Regions from separate parts of the Arabidopsis thaliana genome. Here region 1 is linked to region 2. A link is a contact called in public capture Hi-C data. All regions are on one chromosome and are shown on one strand. Each heading gives the region's core, a stretch centred on a gene start, on an enhancer-like site or on the middle of the called end of the contact. The rest is flanking DNA. Distances are from core to core; before and after follow the strand shown.

What was found. Capture Hi-C pulls out chosen DNA fragments and counts their contacts.
Region 1: a capture Hi-C map of shoot shows a contact between it and region 2, with 2.2 times the contacts expected there. The contact joins the promoter of AT4G29360 here to the promoter of AT4G29240 in region 2. A contact is called at or near these places in 9 of 26 Hi-C or Micro-C datasets (callus, flower, leaf and 3 more) and 2 of 3 other capture datasets (seedling and shoot).

What each region holds. Positions count from the first base shown.
Region 1 is chr4:14,452,621-14,455,935 of TAIR10.1, reverse strand. AT4G29360 (O-Glycosyl hydrolases family 17 protein) reads left to right here and starts at 1,954. Exons shown (of 5, transcript NM_179225.4): 1 at 1,954-2,306; 2 at 2,572-3,315. The coding sequence starts at 2,249. It overlaps AT4G29370 (Galactose oxidase/kelch repeat superfamily protein), which reads right to left and starts at 334. Exons shown (of 1, transcript NM_119082.2): 1 at 1-334. The coding sequence starts at 334.
Region 2 is chr4:14,417,101-14,420,241 of TAIR10.1, reverse strand. It overlaps AT4G29240 (Leucine-rich repeat (LRR) family protein), which reads right to left and starts at 1,686. Exons shown (of 1, transcript NM_119068.3): 1 at 1-1,686. The coding sequence starts at 1,416. The coding sequence ends at 169.

The DNA of each region.
Region 1 (3,315 bases), core at 705-3,204, 35 kb before region 2:
GATCAGAAGGAACCAAAACACTTCCACTTCTCCTACTGAGAGTAAACCAGCGTGAGACTGGTTCCGTAGCGGTAACAAACCGTAGACAGAGATAAAGGCAGCAGATCTCCGTGGTTCCGAGTTGATATCGCGCGGAGTAGAGGGGTTGAGAGTGGAGGAGAGAACGAAAGGTTTTGCAGACGAGGGAGAGTGAACGGTAAGACGATTTAGAGAGACGTGCCAAGCAGTTCACCAGGATCTCGTCGGGAAGTTGCAAGAACAACGACGTCTCACATGGTAACGACGGAAGCTTCGTTTTTTTCTGCGGCCGCTCAACTTCTTCTTTGGGGATCATCTTTGGTGGTGATGGAGACAAAAATCATGAAATGGGGTTCAAATATATAGAAATCCTTCTCCCTGATGTAAAGAAAGATAGTAATGTAGTCAAAAGAAAAATCAAAGGGAAAATTTATCAAGTTTCCATTGGAAAAGAGATATCTTACTATAATCTAAATTTTATTTCTCAAGATATGTACAATAGATAGGCAAACTAATAGCTATATTCCACGCGCTAGAGTCGCGCGTGGATCTAACTTGCGGACGGTTTTCTCTTTCAAATCTTCTTTCTTTTGATCACAAGAGGTTTACTAATAGCTCAATTCTAGCTGCCTTTATTTTTAATATTAAATTTGATTAATACAAAAGCAAGACTATATATATCAAAACCTTACAATAAAACTGTGACCAGTGGAGATTGAACCAAAGATAAAAAAGCTACACAAACCTTTGAATTTCATTGAAACAATGCTTTCCAGATAAAAGCATGGTCAAAATTTACTTCTAGTGTTTTATCGTTCTAATTAACTATTGTTGATAATTTAACTCAATCATATTTTTGTATGATATCTTCGTAAAATTTCTATTTCAAAATATTAAAAAAAAAAAAGGGACATTCAATCTCCAAGAGACTAAATAAGAGAGAGTCATCAAACCGAAAGACTTATACAATGCTGGAATTGATATGACTCGTATTGTGTAACCATAGCATCAGACCACCACTCAGCCTTACCCTAAACCTCACTTCCATTGCATCTTGTTTCTAAGGAAATCTCGGCATAAAAAATTGTTGTTCCCGCTCTGGCTTTGGGGTTCCACATAACCATTGGGGAGATTGGTGCTCAGGCAATTCTAAGCAGAAATATTCTTAGAATTTTGAGATCGTGTAGTGTAGATTTGGGGAGAAATATTCTTTTTGAATAAAAAAAAGTAAAATAGAAATATTCTTTCTAAATTTTTGAAGTCAAAATGTTAAGAGAATCGAGAAGAAATTCACCGTTGTTTTTCAAAAAAAGATTCACTGTAGTTAATGGGTTAATGCCCAAAGAAAAATAGGAGAAGAAACCCAATTGGCCCACGCCCACTCAAATCAAGAAATTAACTTGGTACGACATTATCATCTTTAATAAAATTTTGTATACAGTACCTTCATTGCCATGATCAAATCCATATTAGATACATCGTTTGAATTATACCCTTATTAGGCTCAAACTCTTATTATCATTGTTCCAAGCAATAGATCATCTTGATTTTAAGTAAGCCTTTATAATGTTCCACATGTTCTCATCAACTACTTATGACACTGCTTAAAATCTGATAAAACTAGTAGCCAGACCCAAAAACAACTTATGCTTGTGCACTCTAAAATTCCAAAACAACATACTGGATTTACATTTTCAAATGGTAAAAAATCAAATGTAAGAAATTGCAATTACTTTGGTAAATACAAAAATTGCATTGAGTGGAGATTGGACCGTTAAAAAAAAAAAAAAAAAAAAAAAGCAGACCACTGTGGTCTGTCTGTACTGTAGTACTCTTTGCACTCGAACCCATTTATCTTTTTAATATTATTTTTTATTATTATAAATCTAAAAAAGTTTTTTTTTTTTTTTTTTTTTGTTCTCGAAGCAGTAAAATCTACTACAACAGTCAAAGAGAGAGAGCAAACATGCTCGCTTAATTCACGGAATCGAGACGTTTCTACAAACTCAATTTTATATTTTCAGCTGGAATCCGAACTCTGATATAGAAAGCACACAACGTTCACCTCCAGTGACTTCTCTCTATCTCTAAATCTCTCTTGCGTCACTTAAAAAGTCGGTGCTTCCTACTTAAGTGTTCTTGAGAGTGAGACGTTTCATTTCTGGGTTCAAGGGTGTAGAATAAACACTTGAGTGAAGTTTAAAGCTTGAGAAAGACAGAGGAAAGAAAAATGGGTCAAAGACTGAATCTAGTCTTCTGGATTTTTGTCTCCATTCTTGCCTTTTTGAGTATGTCTTTACACTCAAATCCTCTTTTGGGTCTGCATTTACCTTTGATTCTCTCTTCTATGTTTCACTATCTCTTAAATTTGTCTTCTTGATGTTAAAGTTCGATGCTTTACTTTTTGTCCTGGGTTAATCTCTGTTTCACTGTAGTAGTTCTTGTCTGAAAATCTCGAATCTGTTAGCTTTGAACTACTTTTAGGTGTTTGGAATCGACATTTGAGATTCAAAAGCAGCCATTTTTGAGACTTGTTTTGTGGATTTGTTGCAGATTTTGGTATGGCTAGCAAGATTGGGATATGTTATGGAAGAAATGCTGATAATCTTCCAAGTCCTAACAGAGTCTCTGAGCTAATCCAACATCTCAACATCAAATTTGTTCGAATCTATGACGCCAACATTGATGTTCTTAAAGCTTTTGCAAACACTGGAATCGAGCTTATGATTGGTGTCCCTAACGCTGATCTACTTGCATTTGCTCAGTTTCAATCCAATGTAGATACTTGGCTTAGCAACAACATCCTTCCTTATTATCCATCTACCAAAATCACTTCGATTTCAGTTGGTCTTGAAGTAACTGAAGCACCAGACAATGCCACTGGTCTAGTCTTACCTGCGATGCGAAACATTCACACAGCTCTTAAGAAGTCTGGTTTGGATAAAAAGATCAAGATCTCGAGCTCACATTCCCTTGCTATCTTGTCACGCTCCTTCCCGCCTTCGTCAGCTTCTTTCAGCAAGAAGCATTCAGCGTTCTTGAAACCAATGCTTGAGTTCTTGGTTGAGAATGAGTCTCCCTTTATGATAGACCTGTATCCGTATTATGCTTACAGAGATTCCACTGAAAAAGTTCCGTTGGAGTATGCTCTATTCGAGTCATCTTCGCAGGTTGTTGATCCTGCCACGGGTTTGCTTTACTCCAACATGTTTGATGCTCAGCTTGACGCTATCTATTTCGCTTTGACTGCTATGAGCTTTAAGACCGTTAAGGTTATGGTCACTGAGTCCGGGTGGC
Region 2 (3,141 bases), core at 437-2,936:
TTTTACAAAATTCTTCTGCTTACAAAACAACATTAGCAACGATTGGATTACACAGAAGAGGAATTAACGTTTAATTTGGTCACTAATCAACTAATTAATAAGTTACAAAAAAGATAGATCATTCAGCATCAACCATTAATAAAAAAAAGCTTCTAACTTTAGAAACTTTCATGGAGGAGATGAAGTGTAGTATTGATTATTACTCTCTCTCAATCCAACACTTATCGCAGCACAAGCCAAAGGCTGCGTCGGAATCCTAAAACAGCTCATAGCTCCGCCGGAATAACCGGAACAATCCGGCTGCGGCCGCTGCGAATTCCTCCCGGGAATACAATTCCCAACGAAATCAAACCCGAAACTAACCCTGGAAGAACATTCAGAGCTAAACCCAGAGAAGAAATTGAACGCAACAGTGAGATTAATAAGATTCCTCAACGAACAAACCAAATCAGGAACCTCCCCAGAGAATTTATTGTGAGCAAGATTCAAAATTTCAATCGCCGACAAGCAAGAGATCGTATCTGGAACATGACCCATCAATGCATTGTAGCTAACGTCAAAGACTTCAATTTCAGAGAACATACCAACAGATTCCGGTATACAACCGGTTAACTGGTTATTCAAAAGCAAAACTTCCTTAACCCTCGATCCCGTCAGACCAAAACTCGTCGGAATTTCGCCGGAAAATCTGTTATTCGCGAGATTAATAACCGAAGCCGGAGAATTTCCGAGGTTTCTTGGGATTTCTCCGACGAATTGATTGTTATTGAGGAGAATCGCGTCTAACCGTTTGTTGAAAAGCTCTTCAGGGATGAAACCGGTTAAACTATTAAACCGGAGATCGAGGTAAACCAGATTTGGTATGTAGAGTGTGACTAAAGGGAAAGGACCTGAGAGTTTATTGTTGCTTAGATCAAGTTCTTGAAGAGAAGCTAAAGATTTGAAAGAATCTGGGATTTGCCCTGAGAATCTGTTACTGTTGAGATGGAGAATATTGAGGTCTGAGAGTAAAGCTAGGTCTTTGACAAGTGTGCCTTTGAGATTTGCATGGTTAAGATCTATAGAGGTTATAGATTGACCAGAACAGAACACACCTTTGTAAGAACAAACATCTGATCCAACCCATGTTTTGAGAACATTTGATGGATCCTCTCTCATGGCTGATTTCCAAACTTGAAGAGCATTGTAAGCTACCCTGTTTGGAGCTGATGATCCTGGAACAGCATTACGATTTCCACCGTTGTTGTATCCACCGCCAACCCAAACACCACCGCCACCGCCACCGCCGCCGCCGCCGATTCCTACTCCAACGCCGCCTCCTACTCCAAAAGAAGCATCTGTCTGAACCAAACCACCCAAAAACAGGAAGAAACAGAGAAGCTTAAAGTTGTTGCTGCCTTTCTTCTTCTTAGACATTTTTTCCTTCAAAGTAGTTTTTTCAAGAGTTTGACACTTAAGGAAAGAGAATGAATAGTGATTGTTTCAGTGGATTAATGAGTTTTGTGTGAGTGTGTGTGTGTGAGAGAGAGAGAGAGAGAGAGAGAGAGTGTGAGATTATGAAAAACAGAGTGGATGTGGTTGAAGAAGCATTGATGATATGAGAGAGGGGACAAGATTATCAAAAAGAGTTCTTATTTGTTCCTTGTGTAGTTATGTCACATTTGCCTTTGTATTGTTAAGTTTTACTGTTTATGTTCAACTTATGATTGCATGAATCATATCACGGGTTTTTCTTCTTTTTCCTTTTGTTCCACTTTGTTATTTCAATGCATTTTAGTGTAAAATATTGAATCACATGTTTTGACAAATTGTTACATTTGTCATTTGAATGGATGCACTAGTTTGATTCCGTTCTTGATAAGTTAACTAATAATGGTTTTTAAGTTCCACCTACTAAACAAGTTCTAATTGATTGTGAATCTTTTAGACAGAAGTAATCAAGAATGCAATAATAAATGGAAAAAAAATTGAACAGAATCTAGATGAAGCTATAAATAAGAAAAGGCATATAGCTTGTGACTGTGAATATTGTGTTGTTGACTTGTGTTGTAGAGAGAGATATTTTGGGAGTGTGATTTTTTTTTTACTGCATCACATGGAATTGCACAAATGCATTTGTGTCTCCATTGAACAATTTTATTTAATATATGTAGCTGCATTGAATCCAAATGTTTTTCAATGCAATTATTGAGAGGAAAGCTTATACTCTTGCAATAAATTACTTTACTTGATCTAGCTAAACAACAAAATTTTTAGATTTCCAAGCATTCACTATAAAACAAAAACACAACAAACACAATGGTATTGACAACGAAATAAATTTCTCTGTATTTCGAAATACCAATTGCTCTACTATTTCTTATAACTTGAGTTGAGCTGTTTAAAGAGGATTGATATGCTAGAAAGTAGTTTTCAATACGATATGGATGGAGACAAAAAAAATGGAAAACAGTTTGTGGTCATTTGCAGGATTTAAATAGATAAGTCTTTCTATTTTTCGAAATAACGTACCAACCATTAAAAGAGCATGAGATCCGTACCAAAAATGGCCATGATCAGGGTTTACGAAAACTTTGATTTTGTTCAACTGTTTGTTATTCAGAATAAAGTTGGTTTTAGGCTTTTAGGCAAGGACATACTCACAAACTAAACGTTGTTCTAGTTCGATTCAATTTTTATTTCAGTTTAAAGACCTTGACGGACAGGAAGACCCAAAGACAAATGATAATCACGTTTTTGGCAACCATATGCTGACATGCATTAATGCATACGTAATTCAATTGCAAGTAGGCCTTTAATGGGCTCAATGAGCCCAGTTCCTAAGAAGCCTAGTTGCTAGTTCTTGGGTAGTATTATTCCGTTGGAAACGATCAAGTTAATTTGAATACTTAATTAGTACTAAAACGAAACAACTATTTTCTTTGTGAAAATCGCATATTTCTTATGTAACTCTTCTGTTGGACAAAACGACCGGTGTTTTTTGTATTCAAAAACTAGATATTTTCTTCTTCTTCTTCTTCTTCTTTTTTGTTCTGTGGGGCAACAACTAGTAATTAACTTACAATACATATTAAAAACTCCATATTGCATGTTAGTTTTTTTTTGTTAGCTTGGCTTATATTATATAGTCTACTAATTTAT